Regions from separate parts of the Macaca mulatta genome. Here region 2 is linked to region 1. Evidence: chromatin contacts called from public Hi-C data. All regions are on one chromosome and are shown on one strand. The core of a region is the stretch at or near the end of the contact, and the rest is flanking DNA. Distances in the headings are between cores, read along the strand shown.

Region 1 (5,328 bases), core at 545-3,044:
GAGACTGAAGATCTCACCAATTAGGGGTCACCTGCACTTGAGGGGGCCTAGAAAGGGGACAGGAAGGGGGTGATCTACCTCTTACCCAAGCTCCCTCACCCATTGAAGGCTCCAACGGTGCTTGGAGCGTTAGGGAAGGCCTGAGGGGAGCAAAGGGTTAAAGGCCTGGACAGTGGGGGTGGGGGATGCCCCCAGGGAGCTGCCAATCATCTCCCCACCCCCACCGCAGCCCCCGCACCCCAGGCTCGCCCACAAACACAGTAACAACCGTTTTGTCCATCACCGAGGTCTCTCTCCTCTTTTTTTGGGGGGGTGGGGGCTGTCTTTGAGCGGTGGCCTCCTTTGCTCCCACTGGGGTGCAGGCCCTGCCTCCAACGGTCCGAGATGGAAGGGGGCAGGGATTGGAATCTATGTCATCAGCCTTTCTTGCTTAAGCCTTCTCCCGACTCCAGCCCTGGGTTTCTTTGCAAAGGATGAGGGGGAGGGACTGTCACCCCGAACACTTAGGTGCTTGAAGATCACTGTCATTTAGGTTCCTCTGCCCACAGCTCCTAAAATGTAAAGGAAGGGGACAAATGTGAGAAACGGGGCTCTCTCCTCAAGCCCGCGGTTTGGCCATGGTCCCAACTTTTCCCCTTTGGCAGAAGTCCCACGGTCAGCTTTCATCCATGTTGATCCCCCAGAATTTGAGGCCAGGGGGCTCAGGGACAGCGGGACCCCCCATCTGCCACCTCCACAGCGGGTGGGCGGGCGGGGGCTTAGAGTCTCCCTGGAGGCGAAGCGAGGATGCCGGCTTTAGGTCTCCGTCTTCCCCGACCACCAGGGCCGGGGGGCAGGGGAAGCAGTTGAGGAGGCTGAAGGTGCTCGTGGTGGGGAGCGTCGGTGCAGGGCGGCGGGGCTGCGCGGTGCGCGCAGGGGGCGCCGGCCGCCGGCGTTTCTTGGCGGCTCCCCGAGCCGACCCTTTCGCAGGCGGCCGCTCTGGCCCCCGGCGCAAACTCGGGGTATCCAAGGCGAAGCCCTTCGCGTAACACCAAAGTTTCGATCGGCGGATCAGACGATCGAAATGTTCCTGGCGGAGATCTCCAGGTGCGGCCGGAGCCGGGCTGGCCGTCGAGGGGCTGGCCGCTGGAGCCTCGGGGGCGGCCGGCTGGGGGTTTCCATCGACTTCGGCAGGCTGGCCGGGCAGGAATGGCCCCGGCGCCGCCCCGGGACCCGCGGGATCGGTGGAGAGGCCCGCAGGTGGCGACGGAGGTTGGGAACTGGGCTCATGAGGCGGGCTGGCGGCTGGGCCACGCTGAGGCTCGAGACCCGGGGCCGGGAGAGGCAGGGCCGAGGCGAAGCCGGTCGTAGATTCCCGAGGGCGCGGGGGCGCTGGGCAGCGGCCCGGAGGTGCACAGGAGCGAACGCCGAAGTGCGGGAAACCGCCTCCGCCCTCTTCCTCTTCTCCGCGGCGGGGGCACGCTGCAACGTCCGCATCCTCGCTGGACGCGGTGTTAGGAACGCTGGGCCGCCCGGTCGGTGCCCAGAGGTGCTTCAGGCCATCCGGGGCCCAGCCGCCAGGGCGCAGGGGGGCGTGAGGGCCCCGCAGCACGGGAGACCGCGCCGCCAGCTCCCCAGGCCCCGGGCCCAGAGAGGACGCCCGGGGCTTGGCAAGGGCGCAGAAGGCGAGGGCACGCAGGCACAGCGGAGAGAATTCCTGGGTCCCCCGACACGGCTTCCGGGGCGTGGGAGAGCAGGGCGACCCTCGCGGGGACGCCGGCACTGCCAGGCGGGGTGCGGGGCAGAGGGTCTCCATGGAGCAGCCTGAGGGGTGCCCACTGAGGGGGTCCAGGTCCCAGCGGCGGGATGCCCTGGCTGCCCGAAGAGCCCACGGGCGAGGGGAACATCGCCCCCCGTCGACGGGGAGGTCTCTGCTCACGGGCGCCCCCGGCCCGCTACCCAGGGCCGCAGAGCTCGGGCTCCCTCTTCGCTCTCCTCACGCGGCCCTCCCGGCAGCCGGACTCCTGGGTCCCTGTGAGTCCCAGCGGGGTCGGCCGCCCTTCTGCCGCCGCGTCCCCTTCGCAGCCCCGGCGGGAGACCCTCTCGAGTCGCCCGAAGCGCAGAGGCAGGGGAAACAAAGCGGCCTGCGGCCGCGGGAGGCGGGAAGGACCCCGGGCCCGGCACCCGGTGCCCGGGCCCAGGCGGCGGGGAGGGCGCCTTCCGCCTGCTCGGTTTCTTTCTTCCCCGCTGGCTCCCGGAGACCGCGTTATAGAGAACTGCCCCCTCGCTGCCCCAATACCAGCGCCGGGGCCGCGAGCCCGCCGCTGATTGGGCCGCACCGCCCGTGACGTTAGCCCGGACCCCACCCCTCCGGCGGCGCCGCCCCCGTCCCCATTCCGCACACAGACACACACACGTGGACCCGGCGCGGCGGCGGCTGGGAGGGAGCGCGGGAGGGAGCGTGCGCGGGTGGGATCGCTAGGGGCCAGATGCGCCGCCGCACGTGGCCCAGTGGCGTCCTGGGATTTCGTCGTCGGAAAGCAACTTGTTTTTTCCCGAGCAGTCTGGGTTTTGCATCTGTAAAATGGGACGCTTCATATCTGCCCTCTTGGGACTAAAAGAGCTATGTGAATCAACGTAGATGAATATCAGAAATAATGTTTAGGGGAAAGATGAAATGAGGCAATGGTTGTTTACAAGCTTTGCACAGCAGGGATTCTAGCGGGCCGTGAATGGCCCTTAAAACAGTACGTGGCACACAGCAGGCTCAAAAAATGCTGTAATGTATAAGTAGTTAAGAACTCAGTAGTTATATGCAAGATGAACAAAGAAAAAAATAAATTTGGAAGGGTGGGAGTGTTATTACACCCATGGAAGCCGATAAATAGGCTGTCTCAGTACCTATTTCCATTTCTCTGATGCAGTATCTAAATACTCCGCCTCAACTAAATTCAGAGTGCTGGCTCTGCAACCCCTGACCCCCAATCCCAGGATGCTCCGCTCTGAGGCTTGATCTGCCAAACAGGTTGAAGAGGCCACAGGAGGGCACGCACAGACCCTCACTCTCATATCCCCCAAGGAAAATAAAGAAAAAGTGAATTTCGGCCGGGCGCGGTGGCTCACGCCTGTAATCCCAGCACTTTGGGAGGCCGAGGCGGGCGGATCACAAGGTCAGGAGATCGAGACCACGGTGAAACCCCGTCTCTACTAAAAATACAAAAAATTAGCCGGGCGCGGTTGTGGGCGCCTGTAGTCCCAGCTACTCGGGAGGCTGAGGCAGGAGAATGGCGTGAACCCGGGAGGCGGAGCTTGCAGTGAGCCGAGATCGCGCCACTGCACTCCAGCCTGGGCGACAGAGCGAGACTCCGTCTCAAAAAAAAAAAAGAAAGAAAAGAAAAAGTGAATTTCCAGTACAAATTCTGCAGCACACACGCCCACCCTGTTCTATCCCCTTAACCTTCTTTAGTTTCTGCATAGCTTACTGTTACATAAAAGTCTGTAAATGGATTTATTCTTTAGTGTCTGTCTCTCCCATTAGTCTGGAAATGAGTTGATGAGAACTTCATCTTGATTGGTGGTGCATCCCCACTGCCTAGAACAATGGCCAAGATATAATAGGTGCTCAATCAATATGTGTGAATGAATGAATGAGCAAGTGAGTGAATAAATGATTCCCAGGGATATTTCTCTCTTGAGAAAAATCAGGTTATTGGAATACTGCCATTTCCTATCTATGGAAATACAAGAATTGGTATGATAGCTTGGGGTAAAAGTGTGGAAGAATGCTGGGGGTGGCTCCAGATAGAAATATCTTATTCTGGGGCCAGGACAAGAAAGGGTTTCAGAAAGGGGACAAATGATGCAGCTTGCCTCTGGGCCCTTCTAGAGGTGACAACAGAGGTGTAGTTTCCCTATGTGTCATCAAATAACATCTGGAAGGACAGGGGTAAGGAGGGTCTGCCTCCCCCACCTGCAGACTCCAGAGGTAAAGTCCCTAGATGGGGCGAGGGTTTGAGGAAGGAGGAGGTGTGGTGTTCCATTGCCCAAAACACTCACCCTCTAACATCTCCTGCAGAAGAGCTCTCCAGGGCAGTTGTCATGAGGGGGGATCCTGGGGTCCTGCCAAGTCATGAAGCTGAGCTGGGTCTAGACTCCAAGGCTCATAACTGCTCGAAAAGCCCACCTCTACACACACGCACACACGCACACATACACAAGGAAAGTTCTGGAAGGATGATCTTCATGGCTGTCTCTTCTGCAGGACAGTGCTGAGGACTCATCCCAAACAGCAGTTCCTGCTTGCACTCCTGTGCCTAGCACAGTGTCGACACAAGGAGAGAATGCCCGAGAAAATGATCAGTATGAATAAATGAGTGAATATTACATAACAGTGCAGATCAATGACCTCTTCTTTCTCTGCCTCCAAAAGCTGCCAGCTCCCCCTTCCGAACCATGTGAGTTTGGGGGCTTTATTGAGGGGTCATTACGATTGTGAGTCCTTCTCTCTGCCTCCACTTTCCCTACTTCCCCTTGCCCTCATCAGGCACCCCAGAATATGGACCCAGGGATGGAATCACTCTACAAACGGTAGAATACTGTGAGTGCCTCTCCAGCTGAAAGGACCAGCTGAAAGGAGATCATCAAACCACCCTTGATGGCCTGGATGGGGCAGGGTGGCGCTGTGCAACCCTGGGCAGGTCATCTAGACACTCAATGTCCTTATCAGTGAAAAGGAGACAACAGTGGCTTCCTCACATTGTTGGGAGGGTTGAAACATGATGTGAGCAGTCACCAGAACTCACGTCGGCAGGCCCAGCTGCTGCAATTACCATTGCCTCCAGTAGAGGACTCTCGACCCCATCCTCAGCCTGCAACGAGAGAGGCAACACCCTTCTCAGGAATCTCTCCTATAGGAGAAAAAGAGGGACAAGGCTGGATGCCGGGTCCCATCTAACACCTCCAGAGTGAGGGCTAGAAAGGGCACCTCTGGATCCAGAAGCCAGCACTTCCCTTTCCTTGGCCCATCTGGGTCTCACCTGGGGCAGTAAGGACTGTGTTCAAGGATTTGGGAGCAGGAGGCCTGCCGGGTTGCCCTTTTTGGGGAACTGCACCCCAGGCGTCCAACCCCATAGAAACTTCTGTAGTACTTACTGCATGCTCACTTAATCCCCATAACGGCCTATGAAATAGACTTTTTTTTTTTTTGTATTTTTTTTTTTTTTAGTAGAGACGGGGTTTCACCATGTGTGCCAGGCTGGTCTCGAACTCCTGACCTTGTGATCCACCCGCCTCGGCCTCCCAAAGTGCAGGGATTACAGGCATGAGCCACCACGCCCGGCCGACTTTTTT
Region 2 (5,104 bases), core at 1,528-4,027, 57 kb after region 1:
GAGGGAGAGGCAGTTGTGATGACCTCAGAAATACTCACTCTTTATTAATGCTAAATATGTTAGAAGTGATAGAATTCAGCATTTTATTCATCTTAATCTATTAAGCTGTGTAACTCCCTGCCCCAAACCACTGAAAAGAAAAGTAACCTTCAGGCCAGGCCTGGTGGCTCATGCCTGTAATCCCAACACTTTGGGAGGCTGAGGCGGGCGGATCACCTAAGGTCAGGAGTTCAAGACTAGCCTGGCCAGGCCAACATGGTGACACCCCGTCTCTACTAAAAATACAAAGAAATTAGCTGGGTGTGGTGGCACACACCTGTAATCCCAGCTACTCGGGAGGCTGAGGCATGAGAATTGCTTGAACCCGGGAGGCTGAATCTGCAGTGAGCTGAGATCGTGTCACTGCACTCCAGCCTGGGCGACAGAGAGACTGTCTCAAAAAAGAAAAAAAAGTAACCTTCAGAGATTCTTAGAAGAGTTGCTCATTCACACCCACACCCTTGCCCAAGGCTGGCCCACTTAGAGCGAAACTTAACTTCTGTCTGGATGGGAAGGGAAGTAAATCTACCCTGAGGCTGCCATGTTGAAGAGTGAGAGGTCCAAGTGATTCTGTGCACTGAAACCAAGATACCCCACCCCCGCCCAATACTTCTTCCCTCCCTCAGCTCATCTCCAAGTGTCTGTTCTCCAACTCTCCCAAGCCGCTTGCATTCCCCAGACTGGGCTACTGTGGTTAGATTTGAAGACAGGGCCCAGGCTGGGTATGAATTGATGCAGCCCTCTTCTCTTTCCCCTGTCTCTCATGAGAGAGGTAGTGGCATTTCCTTCTTCTCAGGGAGCTTCAACGGGAAAGGTCTGGAAAGCTTCAGGAGGAGCAGAATACCAATGCAGGGGGATGGCTGTAACGATCTCACCCTCTCCTAACCTCAGTCCCTTTTACGAGAGTGAATTTGGATGGTGGAGGGTGGGAAGGGACCCAGATTTGTAGATCTCTTTGTCTGGGGGAGGGGAAGGATGTGGTTTGCAGAGCGGAAGCAGAGTTTGGAAACGCATGAGAGCAGAGCTTCGTGTGTTCCCACCCTCAGTGAGGAGGTGTGAGTGGGTGAGCATGTGGAGTCGGGTGTTCCCACCCTTGGTGAGGAGGTGTGAGTGGGGGTGCATACGGAGGCAGTGCCTGCTGTGGGGTCACAACTGGTGCATGCCAGCGCTGAAGGGACCTGTCTTTAGGGGTCATTTCAGCCAGCCCCTCCCATCACAGATGACAGCTCCAAGCCTAGAAGGGGCTCAGTGACAGGGCCAGGACCAGCCCTCAGGACTGTGGCCTCCTGGCCCTTGGTTCCCAGGGCATGGTCTCCACATGGCTGGCTGGCTTGCTGTCCCTGTGTGTGTGACACACAGTGTGAGTGCAGGGCTGTGCCTGGGGTGGGAGGGTGTCTATGTGGCACTGACTGTCTTAGCTCAGAGCTAGTGGATCCTCTCCATGGACAATGACACTTTAAGGATTGTCTTGGTTCGTTTTTCCTATTTGTGGGGCTTTTTCCCCCTCAGGCTCCTGGGTCTGCGCTGCCTCAAGGTGTCCTGACCTTGAGGCTGATGAGGGGACCCCTGCCCATTCCCCCCATACTGAGTTCTAGGGAGGTGCTCACCCCAGACTCTCAGGAAGGGTCTAGAGAAATGAGAGGAGCACAAGCTAGGGGCCAGCTCTGAGAAAGGGTAACCTCCACGCTTCTCTTTCCCAAATTGGAAATGAAGACAGGTTTTCAAAGGCACAGGCTTCCCCTGCCACCTTCTAGGATCTTCCTTGGTGTGCAGTGGGCCAGTTAGGGGTGGGCAGCTTGCACCCAGTTCTCCTTTATCTCAACTTATTTTCCTGGGGAGAGGTGCCTAGAGGGATTGAGGTAACTTCAACTGGGAATTCTGAGGAAGGTGGGCAAGTAGCCTTGGCTCTCTCCTGCCATGGCGACCCAGATTGAGAGTGTGTCTAGCTCCCGACCACTTTGTCTTGACCTACTGAAAAGTTGGGAACTGAGGGGTGCCTTCATTCCCCTTTGTTCACTTTCTCCAGCTCAACTTGGGACTGGGGTGGTGGGACTGGAGACCCCACCCCTGCTCCCATCCCGCCCCCTTTCTATCCCAGCCTGTTTCCATGTAGCAGACCCTTCCTAGGGAGCAGGGAGGGGAAGCCACAGATTGCAAACCCAGGGGCTCCTTTTTCATTCTTTCTAAAACCTTGATATCCTCAGCCCAAAGGCGATGCCCCCTGCCACCTCCAAGCCTGGAATTGTGCATAACCCGGATCTTGTATCTTTGTATAACGGATGTTATTTGTACGAAGGGCAGTTCGTAAACAGCACTTGTTCTTTTAATAAAAGAATGTTTTGCAAAAAAAAAAAAAAAAAAAAATCCGAAGAGTCCGTGCGTGGTCTGGCTTTATGGAAAGGGACAGGAGGTGGGTGCCAACTGCGGGAGGGTAGGAGGGCGTGGGCTGCGGCCCTTCTGTCGGCACTCAGCGGCAGAGCGCGCACAGACGCGAATGCTCAGCACACCCGGGCCCAGCCCGCAGGGTGCATCAATCCGTGGGCACCGGCCGTCGGGACCCTGACCCGTCCCGAGGTGACGCGACGCCCGCTACTCGCTCCCAGAAGCGCGGCTGAGGCTCGGCCAGCAACAGCGAATCCTGGGAAGGTCCCGTGCCCTCGCGGGTGCCCCAGGCGCTGAGGCTGTGCGCGGGGCGTTCCGCTGCCAGACCCGCCCGGCAGGGGGCGCCAGGGCCGACCGCTCACGCCCGGCGCGCCGAGGAGGCCGCTGGGCGGGCCCCGCGGCCAGGCTTCCGGACCCCGTCGGCCCCTGGCCTTAGCCCTCGCAGAACGCTGCGGCGTCTTCCGGGGCCTGGCGGGCCGGGGACCGAGGGGGCGGGGAGGTGACCCGGCGGGGGCGGGGGCGGAGCCGGCGCGGGCGGGGGCACAGGCGCGGCGCGGAAGGCGGCCATGCGCTGCGTGGGGGCGATCTTGCGGCCGGCGGCGCACGGCGCCTGGGTGAGCACCCCAGCCCCGCCCCGGCCCCCGCCCCGAACCCCACCTGGGTCCCTGCCAGCCCCCACTCCAGCCCCGGCCCCGACCGAGCATCCCGGAGCCCCCGGCCCGCCCCGCCGGTGTCTGGCTTGCCTCAGCTCACAGGCTTTTCCCTAGCGCCAGTTCCTCCCCAGCCAACACCTTCTCTTGCGACCTTTTTCTTACCCTCTCATTCCTCCCTCGCCCCTTCAACCCTGTCACCTCCTCCTTCCCAGATGGCCTCCCATGTCCTTCCCTTTCCACTGATTTTTTTTTTCCGTTTCCCAATCACTATCTTGTGATGCTTGCCATGCTTGCGTACTTTGCAGGACCTGAACCCGCGGCGGGACATCTCCTCCTGGCTGGTAAGTCCCCCCATCCTCCCCCGCGTCCTCACACAAGACCCCCAGGCACAGAGATCTAAAAGGCAGAGACAGGGTATGGAGCTAGGAGGGTACAGCCCTATTTCCCCAGACTCCCGGCACCTGGAGTTAGCCTGTGGCTCTCAGGGAGGTGGGGCAGACCAGAGGGCACTGGGCAGGGCGCCAGTCTTCAGTTCTGAGGACAGCAGCACCTAATGAACCAAGCCCGGTGTGGGTGGCCCTGCCACAGGCTGGAAGGATCCCGGCCCGCCCTCCCTAACACCCAGGTGGGAGCCAGCCTTTGAGGGAAGGCAGCTGGACCGTGAAACCTGAGCGCCTGCATGGCTTTGAAATCTCTTCACCATCCAAAGCTCACGGTCCTTATGGTGTCCTGGGAAACGGTCTTGTTGGGTGGCATCAGATCAGCCTCTTGTAGAGGAAACCTGCCACACACACAGGCCAGTGGGAAACTGGGAAAGGTCGCAGGCAGGAAGGTGCTTCCAGGGCTTGAGCTAACCCTGAGCCCCTCATCTTCCCTGGCCACAGGCCCGGTGGTTCCCTAGAACCCCAGCCAGGTCTGTGGTGGCCCTGAAGACCCCCATCAAGGTGGAGCTGGTGGCAGGGAAAACCTACAGGTGGTGTGTGTGTGGCCGCAGCAAGAAGCAGGTGAGACCCCTACCTGCCTTCCTACTGATACCTCTGGGAACAGCCTGGTGTCTCCAGTGAGTTCCCACCCAGATGATTTTAGTCTTCCCATACATACCTGAGGGACACCAAGGGGATTTGGGGACAAAAGGCCAGTGCCACCAGCAAGCTTAAGCTCACTGCATCTATCTCTTGCAATGAAGCCAGAGAGACAGAAACTCAGTCACGCAGCCAGTCTGATGTGGCCAGGCTTCCAGTGGCCTCTTCTGGAGCTGTTTGCTTCTCAGAGGTGCACTGCATGACGAAGCTCACCTGGCCCTTCCCTGTCTCCTTCCAGGAAGCACCTGGGCCATAGATTCCCAGGCCTTGAACCCCGAAAGCCTACAGCACCTGGTATTTCCTGGTGGTCTTCCATCCAAGTACTAACCAGGCCTGACCCTGCTTAGCTTCCGAGATCAGATGAGATTGGGCACGTTCAGGGTGGTATGGCCATAGACACATTGGGAAGAGATTCTGCTCAGGCTCTCCTGCCTCCAAAGCCTCCCAGCCTTCCCCCGTGCCGCTCTCCACTCTTCTTCCAGAAAACTCTTCCTTCTTAGTTTATGGGACGTCCTGGCTGCCTGCCACAGTTTGCTGTCTTCTCAGCTTCGCTGCCTGCCCCACCTGCTTCCCCTTCTGCCCAGGAACCTTTCATCCCAGCAGGAACCTGCCCATATTGTTTGCCTCCCTGGCCCCTTTCCTTCCTGAGCAGAGCTCTGACTGGTGTTCCTTCAAGCTGTGTGGCATGGTGTCAGCAGCCCAGGGTCCCTGAGTCCCACTTAGGTCCACACACCTCAAGCCCTCTAAGACAAGTTGCTGGTTTCTATTTGCACGCTTCTTTCACCTCTCTTCCATCCCACCCTAACTCCAATGTCAAGAGGCCTTGGTTCACAGGCGAGGTGGCTCACCTGTAATCCCAGCACTTTGGGAGGCCAAGGCAGGAGGATCTTTTGAGCCCAGAAGTTCAAGAACAGTCTGGGCAACAAAGTTGAGACCCCGCTTCTACAA

What was found. A called contact is a pair of places that touch in the nucleus more often than the background predicts.
Region 2: a contact with region 1 is called in a Hi-C map of liver, with 3 times the contacts expected there. The contact joins the promoter of CISD3 here to the promoter of EPOP in region 1. A contact is called at or near these places in 6 of 14 Hi-C or Micro-C datasets (CD4 T cells, blood, cortical neurons and 3 more).

The regions. Positions count from the first base shown.
Region 1 is chr16:62,954,123-62,959,450 of T2T-MMU8v2.0, forward strand. EPOP (elongin BC and polycomb repressive complex 2 associated protein) reads right to left here and starts at 1,795. Exons shown (of 1, transcript NM_001193705.1): 1 at 377-1,795. The coding sequence starts at 1,795. The coding sequence ends at 656. It overlaps LOC144335660 (a long non-coding RNA gene), which reads right to left. Exons shown (of 3, transcript XR_013406708.1): 3 at 3,653-4,847.
Region 2 is chr16:63,010,393-63,015,496 of T2T-MMU8v2.0, forward strand. CISD3 (CDGSH iron sulfur domain 3) reads left to right here and starts at 2,778. Exons shown (of 4, transcript XM_015119508.3): 1 at 2,778-3,035; 2 at 3,380-3,415; 3 at 3,959-4,078. The coding sequence starts at 2,988. MLLT6 (MLLT6, PHD finger containing) reads left to right here. Exons shown (of 20, transcript NM_001257665.1): 20 at 1-166. It also overlaps the pseudogene LOC114673242.